Linked DNA regions of Mus musculus: all the other regions are linked to region 4. The links are chromatin contacts, called in public HiChIP or PLAC-seq and promoter capture Hi-C maps. All regions are on one chromosome and are shown on one strand. Each heading gives the region's core, a stretch centred on a gene start, on an enhancer-like site or on the middle of the called end of the contact. The rest is flanking DNA. Distances are from core to core; before and after follow the strand shown. Region 1 has its middle 290 kb from the start of 9230102K24Rik. Region 2 has its middle 240 kb from the start of Nav3. Region 3 has its middle 120 kb from the start of 9230102K24Rik. Region 4 holds the start of E2f7 (E2F transcription factor 7). Region 5 has its middle 19 kb from the start of Gm29916.

Region 1 (2,722 bases), core at 10-2,509, 440 kb after region 4:
CGAATGCCAAATTAAAAATGTATATGAGATAGTTAGAGTTCCTATACCGGTTAATTATTCTTTGAGATTTCTGAAAGTGTGTTAACGAGCAGACACATTCAGAAGACCAAATGCCTGAACATTTTAAGATGGAGAATGAGACATCTAGAAAAGTTAAAACAAACAAACAAATAAAACCATGAACGTGAATAGGGACAAATAAACAAGCATGATCTAGTCATAAAACTCTTGCCCTTCACTGCAATAGTTGCTTATCTCCAGAGATGAAAAACATTCGTATTTCTAAACAGTACCATTGTGCATGTATGTGTGTATGTGTGTGCATGTGTATGTATGTGTGTGCATGTAATGTATGTGTGTGCATGAGCATGTGTGTGCATGTGTGTATGTGTGCCCATACATAGGTGTATTTCTGGGTGCATATGTGTTCAGCCCAGAATTTATGTACATAGTGACTTCCTGAAAAAAACGTACACAGTAGAGTCATTGGAATTTGGTGCTTGTTGAAAGAGGAGTGAGCCAGCAGGTTCTTTTCATACTCTTTGTTGTAACTCTTCTTCCTTTCCATCACCCATCCTTCTCTCCTTCCTTCTTTCCTTTATTGATCTTTGTAGTTCTGAGGATTGATCTAAGGTCATCACATGTGCCAGGAAAGCGCTTTACCACTGAGCTCTCTCTCCAGTTCCTGATTTACTTGTTCTCTGAAATCCACGATTCTAGAGAAGACCTTCAAGGTCAACCATATTACAAATCTTGAATTGTCCCAGTTTCCCAACTCGGCATTTCCTCATTTCTAACTTAGGAGAAATGATTCCCACCTCCTACCAGTTTTTAGGATTTATTATTATATTTTACAATATGTGCTATATAGGATATGTGTTATTGTATTGATACATGATACAAATAGGTTGATTTAAAACAATATTCAATATACATTATAAGGTGTTCTGTAGCACTGTCATTTTTGCCTCCCCATGTAGATTGCTGGCATATTGTCAGAATTTCCCAGAATTTCTAAAATTCTCCCTGCTGTTTTGATTCTATCATGGAAGTTTTGTGGAATATTTCTTCTATGTGTCAGGTATTTCTGTAGTTAATTCATAAAGACCAATCATTATTGGGTATAACACTAGCTTATTGTGAGGAGTAGTTCAATAATTTAATTTGAGGGAGTAAAAAAAAATAGGTTGCAGGAAAGTGTGTGTCATAAGAATCCTGAAGATGTTAGGGAAAGTTAGAGCTCTGTTGTCATGGTGACAGGATTTGTTCCAAGGAGCCAGGTGGTCCCATATGGCAAAGGACCACTCTAGATGAACGCCTTATTTTAAAATGGCAAAGAATCCTGATCTCTTCCATCTTTCATTCATTTTATCATGCAAGACCCTTCTCCACCCCCACCCCAGCCCCAGAAAAAAAGCATTACTCAAAAAATGTGTAGATGTCTGTTTGGCCGTAGTTCTCAATTATGCAGAATTACAGTGTGCAGCTTCATTCTGAGAATAAACATGGCCACGGAGGTACATGATGTAAGCCTGAATTTACTATTTTTGGAGCGCTGATTTTTTTAACTTCATTTTTAGGAGCTCTGAAAACTAAAAGAAAAAGAATGATAAAAAATAATGTTTGGTGACTTAGAACTGGTTTGGAGGAATATGGGGAAAGGGCTAACAAATGACAAACACCTTAGATGTATGTGGTTTGGTGTCTCATTTAAAGAAACTATTTGCTGATATTTTTTGTGCATTGTGAATTACTTGGAAAAAAATAGCTTAGCATTCTTAGAGCCTCTGTGTTTCAATCTGTGATAGCCTGGTCTGTAGGTGTTCTAGTCTACACCACACTGCAATCTTCTGCTACACCATTATCTCACTCTTGTCTCTATGGCCATATCTACTCTTCCCATTTTAGTTTAAAATTTGCTGTTTAAGTATTTTATGTGTGAGTGTTTTGTCTGGATTCATGTTGGTGTAACATGTATATATTTGGTGCCTATGGAATCCAGAAGAAAATATGGGACTTCTGAACCATATGGGCACTGGGACTTGAACCCAGGTCATCTGGAAGAGTACTCATTGCTTTGATTTACTAAGCCATCTTTCTAGCTCCTTTTACCTTCAAGTTTTCTTTTTTTTTTGAGATTATGATATAATTACATACTTTTCACTTACATCTTACATTTCTATGCATGCTAACATTTAGATTATTACTCAGTCTGAATCTTCAACCTAACCTATTAAAACTTTTTATGTTTTGAGAATTTCATGTATATAGAGAATATAACTGATCATATTTATTCCGTTCAACTCTCCCCAAAGTCTCCCTCCCAACTTACTGTTGGCTTAACAAAAGCCACAGAGTACAGTTAGAATATAGTATATTCTGATCAAGTTTTCTCCTTCTTCACTTCCTCTCAGATCCTTCCTGCCTCTCCATCTGCCCAACTCCACATCCTTTCTTTCTTTCTCTTTAGAAAACAAAGAAACAAACACGCGAACTAACCAACCAATCAAAACCAGAAGAACAAACAAATAAATGAACAAACAAAACCATAAACACACACACATACATAAACAGGACTCACAAAACACAAAATCAGAACCCATAATATACAAGCAAATGATCAATAAGACAAAAAATGTCTACAACCCGAGACAAAAATTCATCTGAAAAAGATTTTTTTTTCTATACCAGTGTGGAGGGGTGTGTGTGTGTGTGTGTGTGT
Region 2 (2,709 bases), core at 202-2,701, 500 kb after region 4:
TGTAGAAGAAGATGGCCTAGTCAGCCATCATTGGGAAGAGAGGCCCCTTGGTCTTGCAAACTTTATATGCCTCAGTACAGGGGAATGCCAGGGCCAAGAAGTGGAAATGGTTGGGTAGGGGAGCGGGGGAGCGGGGAGGGTCTGGGGGACTTTTAGGCTAGCATTTGAAATGTAAATGATGAAAATACCTAATAAAAAATTTAAAAAAAAGAAAGTAAAATGTGCAACTGTGAGATACTATTACAAAGAAACACAGTTGCTCACAAAGGAGGAAGGGACATCCTGCATGGATATGTGTCGCACATTTTCATGGTAGTTTTCACAATGGATTTAATGCCACTGTACTTGGTGTGAAACGTGAGGTCATCTAATATTAACATATGTGATGTTATTAAAGAAGCATTAAATTTCTTGACATGGGACAAATATCCACCCCATCAGGGAACAGATATCTATTCCTGTTCTGAAAGCCTTTTCCTTACTAAAGGCAGACTCTAGTAGATCTTAGCAAAAATAAGCCCCTGGGTTATGAATTTTTAAATCTAAAATAGCAGTTTATTAAAAATTAACTATTCCACATAATCTGATACATGTATTATTCTTCATGTTTTATTTTTGTCTTTCAGAATATATTGGAAGTTTTAGGCAACTATCATGGTGCTTGAATAGAGTGTTTTTGTCAAAACATATTTAACATTTGAGAATAGTGATATACGGAGGGCAATTATGAATATATATTAAAATATGTTTCTATATATTAATGACGATTGTAAGTCTGTATTAAAATATGCAGTGTATGAAGTTAAGTGGGATCATGCTATTTGCATGGCTAAAAGCAACATCAGATGTTGTATTGTGACTTTTAAAAATGTGATAGAAACCCTTTGCCTTCCACTGAATTAACAGGAAGTGTAGGAGTTGAACTATTAATTGCAGCCTAACAGTGATACACTTCTGCTCTCACAGAATCAGGAAATAATCCCCGGAGATACTTACTTGAAGTAGACTGTAGTGAATTTTTATTGATTTGCTCTTTAATTTCAGACATCATTTTCCCTTCTGGCGCTCTTGTATATGAATGTTCAATAAATAATATCTTCTCTCTTCCACATTTGCCACCTAAGACATCTCTTGGCTGGAAAGCTAAGCCAGTTATTTCCAAATCACAGAATTTGGCTTCTGTTACTTTGCATAGCAGCTGACAGGACTGGCTTTCTTAGCTGCTTTCTGCGAAGTGAATTCCGGTTATGATGTTAACAGTAGCCAGGGGCTACCCCGATGAGGGTCTGCTCACTGATGTTGTGTTGTGGACATGGACATTTTGTGTGGTTGCTGGCTGAGGTTAAAGTCTGACTTCTGCCTTTGTGTTTGCTAGGTGACTGATCAGTCAGTCCTATCCACAGCTGAGTGATGTCAACAGCTAGGTCTGTGAGACTGACAATAGCCAGATGCAAATCAACATCACCATCAATGTGTTCATTTCATGGTCTGATTTGGCAGGGAGTGAAGGGGTGTGACTCAAGTCATGTTTTCACAATCCAGAAGAACTATCGACAACCCAGTGCTCTTTTTAGGGAGGGGCTATGTATAGCATTTATCATTGCCTCCTTTTGCCTTTAATTGCTGTAAATCTTATTTTTAGATTATGTAAGACTGAAAGAAGACACCGCATGGTAGGATTTCTGTAGTATTTAACTGAACTCTGGATTAAATCAGAAACTCTTGCTGGCAATTTGCTGAATCTAATCCCTTGAAATCACTCTGCTGGGTAGTATAACTTCTTTGGTTGAAAAAAAAAAAAAACCCTGAGTACACCTTATTACTTTCTCCCTTTGGTACTTGCAATTCCTCCCCATATTTAAGCCTCCTTTCTAGGTTGATTTGTTTATAGTCAAGAGGGTATGATTGATGTCTTAGTTGCTTTGCTTTGAAAATAAACCCACTATGGCCAAGATAATTTATAAAAGAAAGCACTTAGTTGGGCTTATGGTATCAGAGGACTAGAGTCCATGGAGGTGGAGCAGAGGTGTGGAGGAAGGAATAGTGGATCTTACATATTGATCCCCAAATACAGAGGGCACAGTGGGAATGACACCAGTCATCTGGAGCCTCAAAACTTGACCCATTTACACACTTCCCCAAACAAAGCCACTTCTTATCATTTCTGAACAGTTTCACTAACTGGGAACCAGTATTCAAAAATATGTACCTATGGGGGCTTTTTTCATTCAAGTTACCATGATTAACTTTGAGATGTATTAAAATAGTTACTAAATTTTTCCCATCAGCTGAAAACTTTCAGAAAGAATAGGTCCATCTTTATTCTCCATATCCTGCATGGTCCTTCTCTGATACTTGTAAGAAACTATATACCTGTATTTGACCAATAAAACACCAAGGCCCTAAACTGAGCAGTACGGCTGAGTGAAACTGTATCATTGGTCAGGGAACCTCTCTAAGTTTCTATTTATGACAGATCACCCTCATTACCCAACAGGTAGCCAACATTGGATGCAAGGATTAGCTTAGGTAAAAGCTCATTTTGCTTTCTGTTTCAGATCTCAAATTGAATATAGTTCTTAGAAGGCCCATGAAATTATACACCTCAGAATATAGTTTATTTCAATTCTGAAATAGAACTTTAAAATAGAACACATATTTTGAAGCTACATTGTGAATCGCAGATAATTCCCAGTAGATCTGAAGTAT
Region 3 (2,700 bases), core at 27-2,526, 260 kb after region 4:
TCAGTATGCAGCTCTGGTTGGTCTGGAACTTATTCTGTAGACCAAGCTGGCCTAGAACTCACAGAGCTGGGATTAAAGGAGTGCACCATCATGTCTGGTACATAAAATCACTCCGAGTAACATTCTGTATTCACATAGATCAGTGCCTTGCTCAGTCATCATCAGAGAAGCTTCCCCCTGCAGCAAATGGGGGAAAAAACACATCAGATTCACACACAGACATTATGCAGAGAGTGAGAGACCTTAGAACATTCATCTCTAAGGGTGTGCGGAGATGTAATTCCATCAAATCCCTCCCCTTCCACTTAAGTGTTTTTATGAGATTCCTGAGCACGTGAGCCAGTGGGTCTTTGTCTATACCTGTTTCTTGTGCCTATTCTTGGACTCTTTTTCTACTGTTTGTTTTTGTCCTATACTGTTGTAATAGTTTTTGTTTTACTTATCTTTATGTTATATTGTATCATTACCCATTAGAAGCCTATTTGTTTTCTAATGAGAGTCAGAAAGGGGGTGGATCTGGTTGGGAGGGGTTGCGATGAGAATTAGGAAGAGTAGAGGGAGGGGAAGCAGAAATCGGGACACATTATCTGTGGGGAAAATGATTTTCAAAAATAGGAAAAATGCTTTGAAAAGATGCTAAGGCTTTTTAAGCTGTGGGATGGCGCCAACCGAGACGAAAGACTTGAAATCTCAGAAGAATTGGGATTAAGTTTCTAGTAGACTGTGCCTTAAAAGTGTGGCAGTTCTGTGATTAAATAAGAATGATTCGTGCTTATGAATATGCATAAATATTTCTGAAAAGGCACACTTAAAATTATTGGCTGTCTGCACTGCGACAGAGACTGGGCCAGGAATGAAAGTCACTTGGCACTCCCTCTCCCTGCTTTCTATTTAAGAAAATATTAAAAATACATGAATTTATGACTTTTTAATAAATGGAAATAACCACATAAAACACTGCACATACAATAGGGAATGTAACAGGCTAAAACTGCTGAATTATAACTTCCAGTTGTAAAAAGGGTAGGAAAATGAGTGACTGGGCATGCTCACAGTTAGGGGAAGGAAGAGAGAGGCTCCTATGAGAGAAATCAGAAGAGAGGTTCAGTCATGATGCTTTACATTAAAGAAGGCTTTTGTTTTGTACAAATGAGGGTTGTAATTCTATAACTGAGTCATTTGCTGTCTGCTGGTGATTCATCACTTACTGGATTCTCTGGTTAAAATGTCAACAGCGCTTAGAATGAATTGCAGAGGTATCAAAAAAGTAAACGCAGCGTTTTGGGAAATCAGCAGACCATTCCTTTGTGACTAAGCCCTCTTGGGGTAGCATGGTCTCGCAGTCTCTCTGGGGATCAGTTTTCGTAGACAGGAGTGTGACGAGTACTCTGCTTTCTGAAGGCAAGGTCTGTTTGTGTTCTGTTCGTGGCTGCATAACCACAGCTCATTTAAAATGAGGATGTATCGCTCGAAGAAATGGACATTAGAGGAAACTTCCACATTAAGAGGCAAATATTTATACTTTATTTAATCATCTCATGCTATTCCCTGATTGGTTTCTTTTGCTAGGTTCCTTAAAGTCCTGCTGATCTTAGAGAGCTGGCTTTATTTTGATGAAATGATTTGAAAAAAAGCCCAATTATGTTATCTTTTGCTTTTTAGTTTCTCACAAGAACTTACTGTCACCTTTATTGTCCCTTAACCATGAAGGGATTGACTGGTGAGATCTCAACGTGGGAAACCTGAACATAAACTAGAAGATCATTTTGATGACCGAAACACATTGCCAATTTGTCTTTAACTCTGTTTGTGCATTGTTATCCTGTTATTCCTTCTTGTTTTCTAGAGCATTTACAAAATTAAGGAGATGATAGATTGATAGATTATGCAGAAATTGCTTTGAATTCTTAAAAAAAAAACAATTATGGTGCATGTAATCTATGTGGTGAGTTAAATGTTAACCACCCTCGAAATATTACCTCCATCTATATAACCTGTGAGACCTGTGAGCTGAGATCATCCTGGATTCCTCCATGTCCCCTAAATCTAACAGCATGGATATAGGGGAACACACAGACAAGAAAGCATTTTTGAAGCCGAAGGCAGGAACTAAAGTTGTACAGCCACAAGGTGTGGAGCCTCTGAACACCAGAACCCAGGAAAGACCAAGAGGGATTTTTGGCTAGTATCAAGAGCAGGGATTCTCAACTTATGGATCTTGGCCCTTTTGGTGGCCTTTTGGTGGCCGAATGGCTCTTTCACAGAGGTCACCTAGAAGCATCAGAAAACACAGATTTTTTTTTTTTTTTACATCATGATTCATAACAGTAGCAAAATTACAGTCATGAAAGAGCAACAAAAATGATTTTATGGTTGGGGGTCACCACAACCCGAGGAACTGTATTAAAAGGTCGCAGTGCTAGGAAGGTTGAGAACTACTATTTTGAAACATTATTCATACACTAACATAAAGATGGAATGATCTCACGGGCTGCCAACTGGAGACAATTTTTGCCTCCCTCTTTCCCACCCTCCTTCTCAAGAGGTATTTAGCAACGCTTGGAGACATTTTTTGTGGTGCCGAGCTAGGGAGGGGTGCTACTAACACCTAGTAAGAGGGCTAAAGATTCTGCTAAAGTTTCTTCAATGCTACGTGAAGCCCCGACTCAACTCAAAATCGCATCCGAGCTACTGTGGATG
Region 4 (2,700 bases), core at 136-2,635:
AGGAGGCAAGGCTGTAACTCTTGGGAGACATCTCTGTAGTTGGTCCATTAGGAGGAAGGTGGTGTTTCTCAGCATTCGGACATTAAATCCAGTATTTACAACAACAAAATCCTGTTCCAGGGAATTAACGCTTTCTAATTTCTTCCAACATTAATTCAACTGCCCTTGGGATCTCTAGGCATCACAAACTTCTGATCACTGCATCCAGAATGCACCTTTGGCTTCAGAAGCTGGTTCCAACACTAATGACTTAAGAGGAGCCGAAACAAAGGTCGCAATGGCCCCATTCTCTAAAAACTCCTCTATAACGGCCATCACAATTATGCTGTATACGAGACGAAAGCTAGGCATCACCATCCAAAACATGCTGGAGACTATAAAGTATTTATTTGTGCTTACCTTTTGTGCGTTCTCTGCATCTTCAATGGCAAAATCTAGTCTGGTCTGCCTGGGGCTGATCAAGTCTTTTAGTGTTAAACAATTCACCTCCATCTGGAACACACAACTATATCAGAAAATGATTTTACATTTATTTCCCCCTACAACAACAACGACAAAATGCCACTTGTGAACATCAACTTTCCCTTCCTACAGCATTCCTGGAATTTTCCAAGAATGAAGACACCCTCCATTCCTCATTAAAACTCACACGGACAAACACTTAAAATATACTTAGGAATCACTGGAAATCTGGGAAGACGAAAAAACTGAACAAAACTGCAATCCTTTATGAAAAGCAACAGGCAAAATAGTTACCAAGGAAGGAAGGTGTTAGGCAAATGCCAAGAAAGTTACAGGGTCTCCCAGGTCAGTTAATTTTGGCGCAAAGAACCGGGAGGAATTCAACTTTGAGTGGGTTTGATCTAGGGGGTAGACTGAAACCTGATCTAGAGACCAACCCATGCGGGAAGCGCTCAGCCCCTCCCTAGGCATCTAAGCACACCCCAAGTGAAACTCTTCCCAGGGGACCCCTAAATCGTGGGGGTAGGTGGTAGTGGGGACCAGCCTCCTTCACCTAGCGCTGCAGCCAGCACAACCCCAGGGGGCACTCGGACCCGGGGCCTGTGGGACGGCATCCAGGGCGGCGGGTAACCCGTCTCCGCATTCCCGCCTCCCCATCCGAGGGGGCCGCACGCTTCCTTACTGTCGCTGCGCGATGGAGGGTCTCTCCGGGGACGTCCGCAGCCGCACGCGTGAGCGGGCAGAGCGTGTAGATCTCAGCGGCCGGCTGGCGACATGGGCAGGGCAGGGCAAGGCTCGCAGATCCTCCGCTCCACCCGCGGTGTCCGCGTAGCGACAGCGTCTCCTACCCGCCTAAGCCAAGCTCCAGCCCTGGATCGCGGTCCCCGCTAAAACACCTCCTCTGGCGCCTTGAGACTGAATTTGAGCATTCACCAATGCGCGGCGGCCGGCGGGGCGGTGCCGACCAATGGCGCGGCGGCACGGCCCGAAGCCCCGCCCCTCGCTGTCTTGGCGCTCGGCGCCGCGCCTTTCCTCCCCTTCGCCCGCCCGCCGGATTGTTGTCGCCTCGCCCCCTCCCCCTTCCGGGTACCTGGAGGCGGTGACGCGGGAGCGTTTCCCGCGGGGACGCGGGCGCGGACGCGGGAAGCCGGGGCGGGGCGGCGCGGGCCGGCGCGCTCTCCGCGGGGCGCCCTTTTGTTGTGGGGGACCGACCCACGCCGGCCCCCAGCGCAGCAGATGGAGCCGGGGAAACGATCCGCACGCGCGGGATGCTGCGGACGCCGCCCTGCCCCCAGCAACCTGCGGGAGCCGAGTTGCCGGGACCTGCCAGGGCGGCTCCCTAGCACCCGGCGCCGCCAGGTGACACGTGAACCCTGGTTAGCACCTGGGCTGCGAGCAGATGGCACGCCCGTTAGCCCTGGGAACAACCCCGGCAGCCGCACCAAAGGGGGTTTTGCAAAAGGTTTCCTGGTGTTCCCTCTCCAGAGCATTAGAGATGGTCGAGAATGTGTTATTAGACAGTTTCTAGTAAGGACTAGCTTGGGGGATGGGGGAACAGTCAAGAATATCTCTGGAATATTACTGATTTCTATTAGACCTTTCACTTCCTTCGGATTCTTATTTAAAATATGAACCTAAGGAAAGACTGCTATTTTAGGCCCCTCTTGAGAAACTCTTGTTTAGAACCGTTTTGGATTTGCACAAAAAACTGAAAAGATACTTTAAAAGAGTTCACTCACATCTAGTACCCAGTTTCAGCCACTTATGTAAGTACAAAGCACTTGTTTAAGTCACTATTTATTCAGGTTTTCTTTTTACCAAATGCTTTTTTATTTCCTGTTGGAGGACATCGCTTTTGTTCATCTCTCCTAAGCTCCTGGTTCAGTTTCTTGGGTTGATCCCCAGATTTTCCCCGAGTACTGTTATTTTGTAGGGTGCCCTCAGCTGGGATTTATAACGGCCTCTTTAACACATGCCCACGAGTATTTCCCCACTTCAACGCAAAACTATCATTCTCATTACCCCGTCTTAGCCGTTCCGTGCAAAGGCCCCACCCTTCACCTCTCAGCTCTCAAAAATGTACAATGAGCCATCAGAAGAATTCAAAATATTTACTCAAGTCCTTCGGTTTTTACTCCAGTCTGCTGGTACATTCAGCCTGAAAATGGCTACCGGACTATACCTTAGAAAAGACCAGAACGCATGTAAAACAATCCGCATGAACAAATAAACAATAGT
Region 5 (2,700 bases), core at 17-2,516, 360 kb before region 4:
CGTTTGCTCTCTATTGCTGTGATAAATATCACGGCCAAGAGTAACCTGGGAGAGGAAAGGGTTAACCCAAGTTATAATCCACCAGGAAGGGAAATCCAGGCAGGACTCAGAGGTAATGGAGGAACGCAGTTTAGAAACTTGCTCCTGGTTGCTGAGCTTATTTATTTATTTTTATTCATCCCAGAACTATCAACCCAGGAGTGGTCTGGACTATTCCACATGGATCATTGGTGAAGAGAATGCTCCCCCACAGACTTGCTCACCGGCCAATCAGATGGAGGCATTTTTCTCTCTTCCCAGATTGCCCTAGCTGTGTCAAGCTAACGCAATACTGACCAGCACAGACTTCTTGCTCATGTTCAGGAAGCTAACGGAGCACTTCTCTTAGCTAAGTCAGCTGCTTATTCTCTGCGGTTGCTGCCTCACGGTCGGACGGACGGACGTGAAGTCTGATGACTCACGCCATGCCGCTTGACAATAGCCAATCCTGGGTGCTCTGTGACCGTGACACCCCCAGCTTTGGCACTACTCACTCGCTACTCTGAATTTGAGTCTTTCCATTTCTGACACCTACAAGCCTCCCCTTTCTTACATGGATTTGAGTATGAGGAGCGGAGGGGGCCAGTCTACATCCGGTCAGTTCATGGATCAAAACAAAAGCACGACTATAAAGGATCAGAGAATCAATATTATCTATATTATCCCTCAGCTTGCGGCTACTACACCTGGGTGGGGCTGGGGGCGGGGCAGCAACCTGAGAGACGGGGGGGCGGGGGGGGGGCGGGGGGGGGCACGTTCTGAATGAAGCAAGCTTTTGATTCCGCTGCCAGAATCCTGTCTGCTTCACCTGCAAAGATGAAACAGAATTTAGAAACTTGATTGTCTGTCTTGAAGACCAGAAAGTCTGACGCTCATAAGATTGAAGGCATAGGTGATTTAAGAAACATCCACAGCAGTGACTGGTCCAAGTTCTTTGAAAAGTGTCTCGGAGGCGTTCGCTTTCCTTTCAAGATTCGGAATGCGCAAGAAGCTGCTGATTGGTGGCTTGGTTTTACGCTTAGTCTTGGATAAAGAAACACTGTTGGAAAACAAACTTGGTAACAAGAACCACACATGGAAACTACCGCATCAATGCAGGATTAATCGGCTCCAAACACGCACAGATTCCCCTCTGCTAAAGCAGGAAATACTCTGGGTCCCACCAGCTGCATCCTCCTCGCTGGAGGCCAAAGATGCCAGAGATATTTAAGCCTAAGTGCTTTCGGTTCTGTCCTGGCCAGAGGCCACGGGTGCCAGGAAATAGAAGCAGTTTTGCCTTATCTCCCTTGGCCTAAAGGAACCCTTTTCCCAGAAACCAAATATGATGTCAGGGCTGAGACCAGGAATGGGAGCGGGCTTGATCGGCTCACCCCAGCTCCAGGCCTCCATCCAGTGAGGTCTCATTGGGAGACTCACTGGAATCCCACTTTCTGGGAACCCAGTGGCATGGGGACCCTGACTTTTTCCTTTTTGAGTTTTCTGCAATAGAACCGTTCTTACTAAAACTCACCCTCTGTGAGTCATGGAATTCATTCTTCCAGTTCGTGAGAAGAGAACCTGAAAGCCACTGGCTCCAACCGCTGTGGTTTTCTGAGTTATCTGAGACCCTAGTTCCCCAAGGTGAGCTCACAGAGCAGAAGAGAGGCCCTGCTCACAGACACCTCAAACTTTACATATTGTTAGAATCTGATAAGTCAAAAATTACTTAAACTGCAACTCAAGATGGACATTGGTCAACATGGATGTAAATAATTCCAGCGTTAGGGTTAATTTAATGGCTGTGGCTGGCCTCCTTCAGATTCAAACTCATCATGGCTGCTTGGGAATGCTTAAGACAACCCACAGTTCCTTTAGGAGACTGTAGTACAAGCCATAGCTGCTAAGGCAACTCATACAAAAGAGAGCATGCTGTTGCTTTAAACAAATTCCTAGTTTTGACATAAGAAATGCAGTTCTTGGCCAGGCGGCTCAAATTCTACATAGGGAAGAAGAGTTCAGCAAGCTAACAGACAAAACGAGTGAGGGCATAGTAGCTACTGGGCAAAGATTACTATTCAAGGACAGATTACAGACTGGGCAAAGCCGGAACACGCGAGCATCAGGATTGCAACTTCTTACCTGTTTAGCCCAACCCGGAACCTTGTGCGCTTCCTGTGTGAGCATTTGGAAACCAAGTGTCAGGTGTTTGCAAGTGGGATTCCAGAAAACTGATTGTGCTTCATAGCTTGGCCAACACTGTTTTTTCCATTAATAAAGTTTGGGAGAGCAAAAGAGAAGGAGAGGAAAAGGGGGAGGAGAAGGAGGAGGAGGAAGGAGAGCAGGTGGGAGGCAAAGGAGGAGGAGAGGGAGGAGGGGAGGAGTGAGAAGAATAGGAGGAGAAAGAGGAGAAAAAAGGGGGGAAGGGGAAGAGGAAGGAGAGAAAGAGAAAGGAGGGGGAGAGAAAAAGGAAGGAGGGGAGAAGGGAAAGAGGGAGAAGGTTGTTCTATGTAATTTGTGTAGTTCTGCATTACCCCTCTCCTTCAGGGGTTCTCTTTCTATAAGCAACTTGCCTATTTTTTTTTTTAATGTATCCCTTAGCGAGACCCAGCAGTGTTAGATTAAATGTTGCTTGCTGTTCTCTGTGTTGGTAACTTCCATTTCCAATAAATTCTCTCCCCCTCC

What was found. Promoter capture Hi-C pulls out the DNA fragments that hold promoters and counts their contacts. HiChIP or PLAC-seq counts read pairs in DNA pulled down with a chosen protein or histone mark.
Region 1: a promoter capture Hi-C map of hippocampal neurons shows a contact between it and region 4, with 3 times the contacts expected there. The contact joins the enhancer-like site here to the promoter of E2f7 in region 4. A contact is called at or near these places in 2 of 39 promoter capture datasets (hippocampal neurons and liver), 1 of 15 datasets of contacts at CTCF or cohesin (the NIH/3T3 cell line) and 3 of 115 datasets of contacts at active chromatin or transcription factors (embryonic forebrain, embryonic midbrain and neural tube).
Region 2: a contact with region 4 is called in a promoter capture Hi-C map of hippocampal neurons, with 3 times the contacts expected there. The contact joins the enhancer-like site here to the promoter of E2f7 in region 4. A contact is called at or near these places in 4 of 39 promoter capture datasets (hippocampal neurons, liver and maxillary cranial neural crest), 4 of 115 datasets of contacts at active chromatin or transcription factors (astrocytes, embryonic basal ganglia, embryonic forebrain and 1 more) and 1 of 9 other capture datasets (pancreatic islet).
Region 3: an HNF4G HiChIP or PLAC-seq map of pancreatic cancer cells shows a contact between it and region 4. The contact joins the enhancer-like site here to the promoter of E2f7 in region 4. A contact is called at or near these places in 1 of 39 promoter capture datasets (neural stem cells), 1 of 15 datasets of contacts at CTCF or cohesin (the NIH/3T3 cell line) and 4 of 115 datasets of contacts at active chromatin or transcription factors (embryonic forebrain, embryonic midbrain, oligodendrocyte precursor cells and 1 more).
Region 5: an H3K4me3 HiChIP or PLAC-seq map of the 230-238 cell line shows a contact between it and region 4, with 4 times the contacts expected there. The contact joins the enhancer-like site here to the promoter of E2f7 in region 4. A contact is called at or near these places in 11 of 39 promoter capture datasets (the 3T3-L1 cell line, 3T3-L1-derived adipocytes, embryonic stem cells and 5 more), 2 of 15 datasets of contacts at CTCF or cohesin (the NIH/3T3 cell line and embryonic stem cells), 4 of 484 Hi-C or Micro-C datasets (CD8 T cells, Th17 cells and muscle stem cells), 18 of 115 datasets of contacts at active chromatin or transcription factors (the 230-238 cell line, CD8 T cells, craniofacial prominence and 9 more) and 3 of 9 other capture datasets (adipose tissue, embryonic stem cells and liver).

The regions. Positions count from the first base shown.
Region 1 is chr10:110,308,363-110,311,084 of GRCm38.p6, reverse strand. It overlaps a transcript of Nav3 not described here. Among named protein-coding and RNA genes, the nearest start is that of 9230102K24Rik, 290 kb to the left of the region's middle. Within about 2 kb of position 1,259, at least 11 of the 459 cell types and tissues checked have an H3K27ac peak or open chromatin away from gene starts, as enhancers often do. A contact at or near this core is called in hippocampal neurons, where this site is marked.
Region 2 is chr10:110,240,958-110,243,666 of GRCm38.p6, reverse strand. It overlaps a transcript of Nav3 not described here. Among named protein-coding and RNA genes, the nearest start is that of Nav3, 240 kb to the right of the region's middle. Within about 2 kb of position 1,451, at least 30 of the 459 cell types and tissues checked have an H3K27ac peak or open chromatin away from gene starts, as enhancers often do. A contact at or near this core is called in hippocampal neurons, where this site is marked.
Region 3 is chr10:110,483,592-110,486,291 of GRCm38.p6, reverse strand. No RefSeq gene overlaps it. Among named protein-coding and RNA genes, the nearest start is that of 9230102K24Rik, 120 kb to the left of the region's middle. Within about 2 kb of position 1,276, at least 33 of the 459 cell types and tissues checked have an H3K27ac peak or open chromatin away from gene starts, as enhancers often do. A contact at or near this core is called in the NIH/3T3 cell line and pancreatic cancer cells, where this site is marked.
Region 4 is chr10:110,744,124-110,746,823 of GRCm38.p6, reverse strand. E2f7 (E2F transcription factor 7) reads right to left here and starts at 1,385. Exons shown (of 13, transcript NM_178609.5): 1 at 1,145-1,385; 2 at 400-492. The coding sequence starts at 492.
Region 5 is chr10:111,101,002-111,103,701 of GRCm38.p6, reverse strand. No RefSeq gene overlaps it. Among named protein-coding and RNA genes, the nearest start is that of Gm29916, 19 kb to the right of the region's middle. Within about 2 kb of position 1,266, at least 141 of the 459 cell types and tissues checked have an H3K27ac peak or open chromatin away from gene starts, as enhancers often do. A contact at or near this core is called in the 230-238 cell line, Th17 cells, adipose tissue and 3 more, where this site is marked.